Linked DNA regions of Bombyx mori: region 2 is linked to region 1. The links are chromatin contacts, called in public Hi-C maps. All regions are on one chromosome and are shown on one strand. The core of a region is the stretch at or near the end of the contact, and the rest is flanking DNA. Distances in the headings are between cores, read along the strand shown. Region 1 overlaps LOC101739159 (protein real-time). Region 2 overlaps LOC101739389 (ubiquitin-like modifier-activating enzyme 1).

Evidence for each region. A called contact is a pair of places that touch in the nucleus more often than the background predicts.
Region 2: a Hi-C map of midgut shows a contact between it and region 1, with 2.2 times the contacts expected there. The contact joins two enhancer-like sites. A contact is called at or near these places in 2 of 7 Hi-C or Micro-C datasets (midgut and whole pupa).

Annotation. Positions count from the first base shown.
Region 1 is chr8:15,537,399-15,544,278 of ASM3026992v2, reverse strand. LOC101739159 (protein real-time) reads left to right here. Exons shown (of 15, transcript XM_004923613.5): 11 at 2,110-2,235; 12 at 3,008-3,146; 13 at 5,498-5,622; 14 at 6,185-6,303; 15 at 6,879-6,880. LOC110384782 (a long non-coding RNA gene) reads right to left here. Exons shown (of 2, transcript XR_002430181.3): 2 at 6,879-6,880. Among protein-coding and RNA genes, the nearest start is that of LOC110384782, 16 kb to the right of the region's middle. Within about 2 kb of position 5,593, at least 4 of the 8 cell types and tissues checked have open chromatin away from gene starts, as enhancers often do.
Region 2 is chr8:15,608,862-15,615,652 of ASM3026992v2, reverse strand. It overlaps LOC101739389 (ubiquitin-like modifier-activating enzyme 1), which reads right to left. Exons shown (of 8, transcript XM_004923615.5): 2 at 6,124-6,531; 3 at 4,808-5,066; 4 at 3,858-4,033; 5 at 3,125-3,346; 6 at 2,522-2,773; 7 at 1,645-1,950; 8 at 260-1,354. The coding sequence ends at 581. LOC101739530 reads left to right here. Exons shown (of 6, transcript XM_062669887.1): 6 at 1-259. Among protein-coding and RNA genes, the nearest start is that of LOC101739389, 4.4 kb to the right of the region's middle. Within about 2 kb of position 1,777, at least 1 of the 8 cell types and tissues checked has open chromatin away from gene starts, as enhancers often do.

The sequences.
Region 1 (6,880 bases), core at 4,344-6,843:
ATATAGACAACTATAGATACTATATAGACAATGACGTGACCACCGTGACCCCCTTGAGGCATGAGGTTGAAGTTTGACTTACAATGTGTGACGGCTATTCTGCCGTCCGAGCTGGTGCTGCCCTCCAGTGAATGGACTGGTGATGCAGTGCGCGATGGAGTCGCCCTCCCCGGGGATACAACTGTGGGGGAGGGAGGGGAGGGGTAACCTCGTAGGAGAATTAAGCTTAGAGATGCAGTTAGGTTGAGGCGCGCTGTACCATAGATAATATACATAAGTTAGTTATAGACAAGCAACGTAAGCAGTCTACCAAAATGTTTACGGGCGTCGGCCACTAGATGGCTTCGCTTCGATTATCTTCTCATTGCTCCTGTAGATGACAGTAACATATTACCTATTCTATATTTTATTTTCAAATGAAGGTATTTGTAAATTTTCAGAAACCACAAATTGATAAAATTTAATCAATTTGTCAACAACAAATAAAGACTTGTATGATTTATTATTTTATTATTTTCTGTGTTTAGTTATACATTAATTAAATGCCTTAACATTAACAAAACATAAGTTTACGGGCATCCGCTACAAGATGTCGCTAGTTTCCATACAAAAAAATATTTGTCTGTAAGTATCGCAGGTTCAAGGCCCTGCGCGGTACCGCGGGTGGTTCTAAGGTGAAACCCCTTTAATTTAGAGTTCTGTTTTTTTTTTTGTTTTCTAACTAACGCCGCAGACGGATGTGCCCGAAGTGTGGATGTACGTCCCGTATCGCTATTACAACTACGTACGAATTTAATATTCAATATAAATGTTTTTTGAACACATCACTCACTGTTCAGTACACGCGTACTCGATACGTGTTCGTCCATTGTGCAAATGTTATTATGTGTTTTAATTGAAAATATTATAATGAAATAGTTTTTATTATTACTACGACTACGTCAGAGCCTAAAGGATGTCGAATTTTTATTTATTTTTTAATCGTTAGATATAAATCGTAATATAATTTGTCACGAGTCTTAGGTTGAACGAAAGGATTCTTTCATTAGGTTGAGTTTATGAAGTTTAGCGGGATGAATGCCATCGAAATCGTGACAAGATCGTGATTATTTAATCCAAGTATAGTTCGTACAGACCCCTCGTACAAACGTCAAATGTCTTGTCTACTCTTGTTTGCACTTGCAAAATCATAAATTTAATTCAAATGTGACGTCATTTCACTGTAATGTTTAGCTGATTAAACACGGCACTTGTGAGATGTCTATACATATATTTGAGCAAAGCAGTGATGGATTCACACCCAGGCCCGTGAGGCCCGGGCCTAAGGTTACATGTATTGAGGAGGGTCAATATGCTGTCTAATATGATGGAGGTTTGATATGCCAAAATTTCAGAAATGAAAAAAACCCGCACAAGACTACTTTCCCCGTTCAAGCTGTTCTTGATGATAATGTGCATTTAAGTCTGATAGCCTGCAATGAAAATTAGAGAAAAGAAAAGTATTTTTTGAAAATGAGTTCAGATTAATAATAATATGTATAATTTTTTTTATTACAACGTTATTTTAATTTTAAAATAACATTAAAATTTATTCTAATATTAAGGGCGGCATCAAGCCTAAATCCGTCACCGGGGCAAAGATGGCTACCGTCTCGACCATGCTTGAAGGCGAGTGCTAAGAGAGTTTAACGTGCGGGAGCTTTCGGTAATACTTTTAGTGCGTCTGTAATAATAACTGTTATTGAAGGAATTCCAATGTCAATTGTTACAGTGTTATTGATATGACGACATTATCTACTAATTTAATTGAAATAATTGTGATGCGTGTCCGCCTACGGTGACGCTCTTGAACATATGCAGACATAAAATAAATAAATAAATAAATTAATACGACAAAGGAAAGATCTTCCGCCGAGCGGGTGATGTTGCTCGGTAGACCGATGGTCCGAATGTTGTTGTTTAGAACTTGTATATATGCAAGCTTATTTTGAAAATGTCGTGAGATTCAGGCATCTGTCAATTTCTGTGTTGTATGATGGCCACCGCACAGTAGGAATACCTTTCCCTGTATGTATTTAAAGCCTTTAAAAGTATTTCCTATGGTTGTAGAGTTTCGTCCACGAAGGGGGTCTGGTGCTGAAGAGCCTGTACGTGAGCGGCGCCTTCACCGAACGCGAGGGAGACCCGCTCCGGGAGGACAGCATCTACAGATCCGTCAGTCTGGGCAAGGGACAGGTGATGAGTTGCTTGGATTAACGCGCGGATTTTTGTTCACGGGAATTTTGATTTGAAATTAGATCACAGATATACACCTAGTTGATAATAATAATAGAGGAAGTCTGAAAGTGGCACCTGTGACAGAGAAGCGCGCATTTCTCAACTTCTGCGAGTGACATGCAAGATGCGTGACATGCGCATTTGAAAATATTCAATTTTACGTAAATGCTTATTTATACAAATGCAAATCATAGTAACACACGACGTAACAGAAACAGAAAATGTCTTCCGTATGGACACTAAGGCATGTTGCGATGGATATACTGGACTACTGGAGGTATAACTTAAGGGTTGAAGTCAGACAGGCGACTGGTCGTAAACTCGTGCCAAATTCCTATAGAGCACGAGAAGAGGACGTGCCTTTACACACAATATGGAATAAGGGCAAGAAGAAGATTAAAATGTCATATAGCGGTCGTCTAAAGCTGGGATATCCTCGCAGGGAGTTAGGGTCTGGGTTGTTGCTAGGATTTTGTATGCATGCAAGTTTTCTTGTGAATTTTAGCAGCGCGATTCAAGTTTATACCATATTCCTTGTAATTTATAACTTCCGCCACAGACTCCAGCGACAATTTCAAGATGACTTTGCAAATACGACGCATCTCCGAAGAACGTTCATACTATCTTCTCTATTTCGTTTCTTCTAATCTGATCACGTGAGCGATTTAATTAGTACCTTTAGAACCCTGTGCGCTGGCTCACGAATGCTCAAAGTCGTTTCTGTGCGCAGGTGCACGAGGTCGTCGTGCTCAACAAAGACCCTCAGAGCGTTCTAACCTGGGACTTCGATGTTCTGAGACACGACATAGCGTTCACCGTGTTCAGGAGTGAGCACGAGCTCCACAACCCCGTCGACGAGGTCAACTCAGGTCAGTGGTGTTGTGATATACCCACCCTACATTTGAGGGGTGGTATCTTGCGAGAGAAAGTTAAAACACGCGGCTTGTACTATTATAGTTTTATAAGCGGTTTTTGTTTATTGTTTAAATAGGTGTAAGAGGAGAGTGGGCGAGAGGGTGAGAAAGGAGGTGAGAGGGAAATGAGAGAGAGGTGAGGTAATAGAGGTCATGATCCACGCGGTGCTAAATTGTCAGAATGCCACACCTCAACCTCAATTGTTATTGTAGTATCGTAGCTGTTCCTTTCAGCGGGTTCTGAATTATAATCTAGAATAATTGCTGCCGCACTGAGTTGCTAGCGCTATGACCGGTTTTTAAATTCTGTCAATATACATTCAACGAAATGTTCAGTAAATTTATTGCTAATTATTATCTATATATAAACAGACAAGGACAAAACCGTCTGTTTGTCAAACGATTTTCCTTGTTTCAGTAGCTTTAAGAATTTTAGTATGAACGAAATAAAAGAGGAAGTGTAATAATATATTAAATGAATTTACATCTTAAAGCGCTAAGGACTACGATCGAATTTCGACCATTCTCACACGTTATTCCGAATCCTCCCAAAAACTTTAGGTGCTTTTAGGGATTCTAACCACTGGTCACCGTCCGCGTCGAACCCGTAGGATGGTACTAAGAGCTCGATGTGCAACCTAACCCACAGACACAACCCGATAAGTTTCTCGTCGGAACTTCTCCGATCCGACAGATGTTAAATAAATAATAAATAAATAAATATATATTTACTAACGATCACGCCACGTTAACTGGTCCCGTGCTAAGTTCGTAAAGGACTTGTGTACAGGTACTAGATAACGGAAATAAATGTAAGATTTTATTATACACATACATATATATAATATATACCCATAATCCTGGAAAAGACATTTTTTTATTTATCATACAAATATCTTCCCTTGGCGGGATTCGAACCCGCGACCCCCTTGTGTAGTGACCGTGTCGCTTACCACTACACCAGACGGCCGTTTTTAGTTTTTAGGCCGATGTTAGCAAACTCTTGAGGCTGAGCCCCGTGAACTCCCATATCCGATGAAGCCAGAATAGTCTTCCGAGATTACTTGCAGTAGGTAGAAAAAACAACCAGTGTTTCCACTTACGTTTTCCATTTTACCCTAGTTTCTTAGGAATTTATCCCTAAAATTCCCTAAACAACTTTCATAAATCCCCCCTGGTGCTATGTAGGGAGCATAAATAAAATACAGAAAATACACCACAGCATATTATTTAATGTAGGTATATATAATAACAAAACGCTCACAGAAGGTCATAGATCTATAGGATTAGAATTTTTGGGAAATCGACGCATTGCTTTTATATTCTTTTGCTGCAATATAACACTGTTCGGTTCTAAAATTGAGCAATTGTTTGCTAGCATTCTCAGCTTTGTATAAAGCAAGCCGTTTAGGGTTTTATTAGAAAGCCTGTTTCTTTTGTCAGTTTTTACATATTTTTTTAGTATTTTTTATTGCTTAGATGGGTGGACGAGCTCACAGCCCACCTGATATTAAGTGGTTACTGGAGCCCATAGACATATACAACGTAAATGCGCCACACACCTTGAGATCTAAGGTCTCGGTATAGTCACAACGGCTGCCCCACCCTTCAAACCGAAACGCATTACTGCTTCACGGCAGAAATAGGCGGGGCGATGGTACCTACCCGTGCGGACTCACAAGAGGTCCTACCACCAGTAATTACGCAAATTATAATTTTGCGGGTTTAATTTTTATTGCACGATGTTGTTCCTTCACCGTGGAAGTCAATCGTGAACATTGGTTAAGTACGTATTTCAATAGAAAAATTGGTACCCGCCTGCGGGATTCGAACACCGGTGCATCGCTCGACACGAATGCACCGGACGTCTTTTGAGAACACTGAGTAATCTTTCCACCTCAGTCCTTGAAGAAGGAACTGCTAGTAAAAGTAAGTAAGTTCTGGTGACATCAACGAATATAGGTAAATAAAAATTTGGGAGATTATACTTATTAGGATTATGGGGAATCCCGAAAAAAAAAGTAGGGGTTTAGTCTATGGTTTACTTTACTACAGAGTTACTAGTAAAGGCTTTGCTTTTTACCCCGAAATTCCCTAAATCCTTGTATTTTTCATATTGTCTTTAACCATCCAAAATATCAGCTATTTTTCCCTAAAAACGGGAGAATTTCCTAAAAGTGGAAACACTATAAATAACCCCTCGAAAACCCCCATCCCCCGAGCGCCTGCACCGGGAGGTCGTGCTGATTTGATCTCTTAAATATTTTTTGCTTTTGTTTGATCCATCGCTTGACGTAACGTTTCAGCGTTGTGCGTAGGTGGCGGCGCGGACGAGGGCCGCTCCGTGCTCGAGCAGAAGGGCTGGCGCGAGGGGGAGCACTACCACCGCGTCGAGCCCACCCTGCTGTGCCACGACGGGGAGAGCATACAGGTACCCGGCGGGCAGCTTGCTTACTGCTCCGTTGTATTGCGAGCGTAGTCAAGTAGAGCATAGTGACGTCACTGTTCACCGGCGCCAATCAGGATCTATGTCAGAACTCGTTTAAAAGTGTACGGGATATAAAACAAATATAAGTTTCTCCAAACAATTTTTTTATTGTTTAGATGGGTGGACGAGCTCACAGCCCATCTGGTGTTAAGCGGTTTCTGGAGCCCATAGACATCTATGACGTAAATGCACCACCCACCTTGAGATACAAGTTCTAAGGTCTCAGTAAAGTTACAACGGCTGCCCCACCCTTCAAACCGAAATGCATTACTGTTTCACGGCAGCAATAGGCAAGGCGGTGGTACCTACCCGCGCGGACTCACAAGTATACCTACCAGTTTTGATGATTATATTTATCTTATTTATATTATCTGGTTTGCTGGTGTCTTGCTACCGTTGATGTCCACGAGTGACGTTAATTACTATCAGATGGAGCGTCGATAATGAAATAAGACCCAATTATTTGTGGTGTGAGTACGTAGAGTGCAGTGGGACGTGTGCGCAGGGCTCGCACGTGATGCGCTGCAGCGGCGCCTACGTGCTGCAGTGGCGCTGCGAGCTGCTGGACGCGCCGCCCGCACAGCTCGTCTACTTCCACGAGACGCTCGCCAGCCACCACTACAGGTCACTCCCCCACCCATAACTACACTACACTACACTGCACTACACTACATTACATTACATTACATTACATTACATTACATTACACTACATTACACTGCACTACACTACACTACCGCCGCCCGCTCAGCTCAATGAGAACTAAACACATATTCACGAACGACTTCGCGAGTGCGGGCGCGTGCACACCCGCACGTGGGACGCGCGTGCTGACGGCGTTGAGTAATATCGCAAGATAGCAACGCGCTTGACATAAATGAGTTCATAAATGCTCACGCTAAGCAACCTCAAAACTGTTGTTACGTTATTAAAAAAATTCAAGGAGCCGCAAAGCTTAAAATAAAACTATTGTTGTCCCCTTTCTTCACCAAAGTATAACAAAGACAGAATGTCGCTAATCATCTCACTATTTTTTTATTATTCCTCTTGTAGGCAGACGAGCATACGGCCCACCTGATGGTGAGTCATTACCGTCGCCCGTGGACTTCAGCAATGCCAGGGGCAGAGCCAAGCCGCTGCCTACGGACTGTCTGTAAGCTTTGAGTTTAGTTTGTTTGAGCCCGTGATATCATCCGCAGAG
Region 2 (6,791 bases), core at 528-3,027, 75 kb before region 1:
AAATTCACTAACTCGTTATTGGAGTTTTGTGTCCGAGGCGTATTTGCTTTTATACCTATATGCATACTAAATGTAACCTAAAATACAATACTTTGTTTTTGAAATATTTTATAAAGATTGTTTATTTTTTTAACGTTTTTTGTGAAGAGATTCAAATAATCAAGTTCTACCTGAACCATATGACTTTGGCACTACCGAGCAAGATGTCCGGAATATTTTCGTTATTATACCTTTTTACATAATAAATGAAACAAAAGTATGTTGGTTTTTTATTTATTTTTCGTTCCACATACAGACCCATCTGATTTTACAATAAAATATCGAATTTGGTAAAAAACTTTTTCACGACGTAAAATAATAATAAAAATGCAGCACATCATCATTTGACAGTGAGCAAACGAATGAAACGAAACGACTATGAGTAATTATTTGAAATTTAGACTGAAGCAAATTCTGAAGCACAAATATAATCACACAATTTATATTAACTATCACGGTATTAAATAGAACCCTCTCTGCGTAGTGGTAACTATTATTTTTCAGCACCACTTTGGGAGGGCTCAAGATCACATTAAATAGACTAAGGCAGAGTGTATTTTACATACGGGACCTCCACATCATTCCCGTCATCATCATTGCAGCACAATTCAAAAACTAATGCATTCACATGCGGTTCCAACTTCTTCTTGGACACTTTTGTGACCACCTCCGACATTGGCAGGTTCAATCGTTCCAGCCGCTTGGCTTTGGGCATGAAGAACGAATAAAGCATGCACACACCTTGAGACAACATGGTGATCTCCAACTTGTGTTCGTTTTTGAAGTGATCTAAAAATTGCTGTAATGTAATCTCTCCTTTAACTTCAAATCTGTCCCATAATGTCCACTTATTCTCATTGTAGGTGTTGGTCGACGGCGCAATCGGTTCAGAGAAACCGAAGAAGGGCAGGGCAAGGTTGACGAAGCCGTTCTTGAACACTTCCAGCTTATTGAAGCCTTGGGCCAGTTTGTAAAGTTCGAGGCAGACTAAGCCAGCCACCACGGATGTTGTAGTGGCAATGGCAGGGATAATCTTGCCAGCGATGAGTTTAGAGCGATGTCTGTCGGCTGGCGTGATCTTGTAGTTGGTAGCCCGCAGGTTGGAGGCGGCAACGATGAAGTCCATGTGGAAATTTGTATCATCATCTTTTTCGAATTCTAGCGGTGTGATCTTAAGAGATCCGAGTTTGCTTGGAGACGGCAGCTCTGCGATCATGTTCTTAACCCTGTCTTGATCCATCTCGTCATTGTTTTGCTGTAACTGGGCGTCGCTCACCGCGATCTTCACGCCGGATTTGGGGCTGAATTTCGGTACCTGAATTATAAAATAGAATAAAATAACCACCATCAAATGTCTAGGATACATTTTTGTTTCGTTGTTGTTTGTAATGTTCTAGTTTATAGGAAAATAATAAATTTTAACAAATATAGGTCTGATATTTCATTAACAATGCCTGTGATACTAGTTAATATCTATTAAATAGAAGCGGATGCACCAGGTGTATGAATCAAATTGTTCTACAACCTATTATCACATGATCCAAGATGCAACATAAGTAGAGTTACTCTTGCCGTAAACAATGATTTATTCAGAGTTTTACGTACCTGTATGCTAGCGGCAAGCTTGGCGATGTTTTCCCTGTCAACACAGGATGGGATTCCATATACCGTAGCCCTGAGGTTCGCTGCGGCAACAATGTAATCGACGTGTAGTTCATCATTAGGATCGAAGGCGAGGGGTGAAGGACAACGCTTCGGTCCGGACCAGAAAGGCGCTCCGCTCGTGGTCAACTGTTTCGCCGGGAAGTTGTAAAGGAGCTGCTTGATCTGGTTCGCGTATTGGTTCTCCCAATGATGTCTCGCCCATATCACGCAGTCGTCGAAACTGTGAGGGCGTTCGTTTATAGCGTTCTGTAATTTAACAATTTTGGAGATTTACATTTTGTTTTTTTCAAGAGAAACAAATAAAATGAATGGAGTGAAATGAGTATAATTTTTCGTTTCTATTGTAGAAGTTGACCTTGTGAGGTTTTTATGGAGAAGATGGAGGAGGTGTGTGTGTTAGTTGTTTGTCCGTTGCGTGTTGTCCTCCATAAACCTCATCGGAGCGGTCAATAAAACACTAGGTATAATCACATGTTTATTCGCGTCAGCGACCGCGGTGGATCGCTGCATGTAAACCACTGACTGACTAACGTATGTTGCTCATTACTATAAATACATAGCAAGCAGCTAAGCAGGGCGGGGTATCATTCCCCTACAACCTTTTACTTCATAGTAACAGGAAAACATTTTGGAAGGGTTTTCATTCTAAAATTTGTCTGTGCATGTTAACTGATATTAGGAAACATTGAATGAGAGAAGGCGTAGTACTTTAATATAGTCGTTACTCTTGCATAGCTGTATTGAAGGGCAGTGATCAGGTTATTAGGTAGACAGTATGTTTACTACGAGTAATAAAAAATATGTTATATACACTTACTCGCACACTCTCAATAGCATCCAAAGGCTGAGTACCAGGCAATTTAAGACAGCGGTCCAAGAAATTCGGGTCCTGCAAGTATTGGGCAGCATGCTCAGCAGCCTGACGGAATAAACCTTCGAATTCATCGCGAGCCCATTGTAGTGTGTGTTCAATGGCATTCGGGAAGTTCTTGAGCGTACAAATAGGAATACTCTTCTCGGGAGGGTCCTGGGATGAGCTGTAAGATTCCGTAAGGAATGGAACAACCACCTAAAACGTAAATTACTGATGTATTAATGTTATTTCTTTTGATATGATTATATCTTGCTTAATATTTTCTTTACTTATATATTATGAAATATTATTGATTTATGTTTAAAAGATTGTGAAGATTCAGATATCAGTATCAAAACAACTTTTTTTTAATTTACCAAGTTTGAATAGTTAATGATACTTAAAAATCTTTGTGTTTCCAGTATAAGTACTAGACAACGTTAAATCAATTCATAACTATTATTTTCTCTTAGGGTTCTAATTTATATTTGATCATTAACCAATTAATTTTATTCAACGTTTCATGTTATTTCAAATTGTATCTCAAATGCTTTTGATTTTACTAACCTGTGTATTTCCTTTAGTTCCAAGAGTGCCACTCTCCAATAAAGGTTTTCTATAATACACACACCGTCTGTCCATGTATATACGGGCGTCGACATTGTCGAGTGCATTGGCTACACCATCCAATGCTTCAAAGAATGCATCATTGTAGACGGACTCGGTCTCAGGGCAAACTCTGTTTTCTTGTGCCAAAACATTTACTGCTGGATTCATGCGTTTAATTACCTATGACAAAAAAAATATATTAAAAGTATTTGAGTATTACAGTATATATTTATAGTTACTGGTGGTAGAACCTCTTGTGTCTCCGCACGCGTAGGTACCAACACCCTGCCTATTTCTGCCGTGAAGCAGTAATGCGTTTCGGTTTGAAGGGTGGGGCAGCCGTTGTAACTATACTAAGAACTTAGAACTTATATGTCAAGGTGGGTGGTGCATTTACGTTGTAGATGTCTATGAGCTCCAGTAACCACTTAACACCAGGTGGGCTGCGAGCTCGTCCACACATATAAGCAATAAAGTAAAAAAAATATATATTGTGTAATATCTGAAACCAACTAGGGAAACATTAAAACTTAGGCGAGCAAAAACATTTATACATTGAATTTGAAACTAAACTGAAATTCACTGGTTCAGGGAGTAATCTCGAAGCAAACCCTGTGTAGATGGCTACTCTTGTGCTCTCTATAGCAGTACACAAGTGATCTCAAATGTCATTACGAATCCAGCAACTTACATTAGCTGCAGTACTAGATTTCGGTTTCTGTACATCATAAGGCCTAAACAAGAACTGCCTGTTGAGGTTAGACTTCTCAATGAGGTCCATATCCGTGACTGTAATTTGTCCTCCATCAGCACCCACACCAATCATGGCAAAGTTCTTTAATAATTCACATCCGATAGCACCAGCACCTGAAGAGATAAACTTCATATGATACTATACTAATATTTTGTGTAGCTTCATACAGATAGTTCATATTGACTATTATTCATTAGTAAATTACCAATCTTGAGTTTACAGAATTATTTATGTTCCATATATGTAAGAGAGCACACAGGTTCCATAAAGTTGAGTGTGAAACCCTTTTTTTTTTTTTTTTTTCCTGGCCGAGGGCCGAACCTCCTACGAGGTCCCCGCGCCTAGGGGGCGCGCGGGGTATGTGAGACTCAACGATCTGCAGGTGTTGAGAGCAGACCGCGGGCCCACCCACTAAACGACTCCCCTGCACTCTTACACCTGGCGTCCGATCTCCGTCTGGGGTCAAAACCCGGTCAGAGTAGGGGGGTTCCCGCGGTCAACACTACAACCAGACACGCGGCGCCACCCCGAGGACGCCCGACCGACGGGTCGTCGAGGCGATAGTCGACGACCAACGACGTCAGTCTTACTTTTTACTTTTAATTACTTATTACTTTATGTTGCAATTTCCCAAACAGCATAACATATTTACAGAATAACTGATGCTAGAAAATTTTGTCAAGTTCCAAGGGATGGTAACAATATTTGTTTGCAGATTAAAAATACAGTGTGTGATATAAATTAAGACTAGAATAGATATCAGTTGACCATGGGAGCCTTTCACTCCAGAATAGTCTTGCACATAAGGAGAATGACAATAATTATCATTCTCCTCACGTGTCAATCAATCAATCCTTTTAAAAGTGTTCAGAGTCCCAGATACTCACCCACAATAAAATACTTCAGCTGTCCAAGTTTCTTTTGGAATTCTCTACCAAAAACAGCTACCTGTCCATCATATCGTGAACCGACTGGTTTGCAATTTTCTTCGGTGAGAGTTGAATGGTCTTTAGGTAAGCACTCAATAGCATCCAAGTAAAGCCACTGTACAAGTGGGTGGAACTTGCCAGAACAAGCCTTCATTACCTCTTGAGCAACCACACCGCCTATCGCTGCGTTCATAGGATTTAGGTCTCCTGACGATATCTGGAAAAGAAATTAAATTAAATGTTATGTTAAGACCAATCATATAATCATGATTTTTTGAGACAATGCTGGTTCCCTGGAAATTGTTTTGAAAAGATGGAAACATCCAGAATTATCATATTTTATCCTAAAACCTGGACACAATAAATGTATGGAACAATTACCACTGCCCATATAAAAACAGCATGTCATAGTAGTGAAGCATTAAGTGCAATAAACTGTCTATAAATTATTTTACACACTAATGTATTGTAAAAATACTAGTTTTTTTTTTTAATCAAACAGGTATTTCAAGTGTGTAATTACAAATGTTTATATGAAAGACAACAGGAAGGTAGAAAATAATTTTATTATAATTTGTATTTACAATAAAAGTAGAAGAGTTGTACCTTCAGGTGTAAGTTTACAAAATATATAAAAAGCCTTCTACTGATAAGGGACTGTCTGAAATAATATTATAATAAAATATAAGAAAAAATTTAATCCTAAGACCCAATAAGAGGTCCAACGTATTTTTTTTCTTCCAAATTTAACTTTTTTGCTGTTTCTTCTTTATGTCTATTTTTGACAATATCCCCAACTAATATGAAATAAATCGTTTTATTATTATTGTACAGCAATAAGCTGTAACTCACAGTACTACTACTAATTTAAACATAATTTAAATAATATTTAATACATTTTAATATTATCTTTATCTAAAACTAGCTGACCCGGCAGACTTCGTAGTGCCTCAGTCTAAACTAAACTTTTGTATAAAATAAACTTAAAACAAACAAAAGGAATCGTCTGACGGCCAACACATCAAAGGAAAAACAATTTTTTTTTTTTATTTAGTTCTGAGCATTTTCATATTTATCTACCTTTTAAACCTTCTCTGGGCTTTCCACAAATAATTCAAGACCAAAATTAGCCAAATCGGTCCAGCCGTTCCTGAGTTTTGGCGAGATTAACGAACAGTAATTCATTTTTATATATATAGATTACTTGGTTTTATTTATAATTTTTTTTTTGCTTATTGATGACTAGTGTAACAATGTTTTAGACCACCGCTTACCTTACAGAATGTTTCCAATAATTCAGTATTCACTTCAAAATCTTCATCCTTATAAAGTCCATCCTCTAGAACAGTTTTCACATACAGCTTGAATTTTGCCACATCTTCATCATTCCATGGCTTTGGCAGACGACCTTCTCCAGCCTGGAACTTGTGAAGAGCAGCAAAAGCCAAATGCAACTGCTGTGGATATTCAAACTTGGCAAAATCAGAGATCAAGAATTCTGGTTGTTTGAATGATTCACTCAAAGGCTTGAAGTTGATCTTCTTGGGCATTTTGACCTGTGTAACAATACCTCCTCGGATGTATTTGGAGAAGTTTGTAGTATCACCTATACTAAAAGTGTAGGGACCAAGGACTTTGATCTTGCGGGGTTCACAGCCATTTAGTTCTGTCATACCTTGAACCTGTAGATAATAAAGTTTTTAAATATTATTGTCATTAAGAAGTTTCTTGTAAACAATATTAATTAATTTTGAATGTTTTACTTAATAAAATTATTGACCTGATCTGATTTTATGGATAACCTGAGAGATAATATTAATTTATGCAAGAAATTGATCTTTAGCATCTTATAGTCAGAGAGGTTATTCAACCAGGTGAGTCATGTTGTTTTTTACCTCAAAACACTCATTATTTTTAGTGCTATGAGTTGGGCAAATTAACT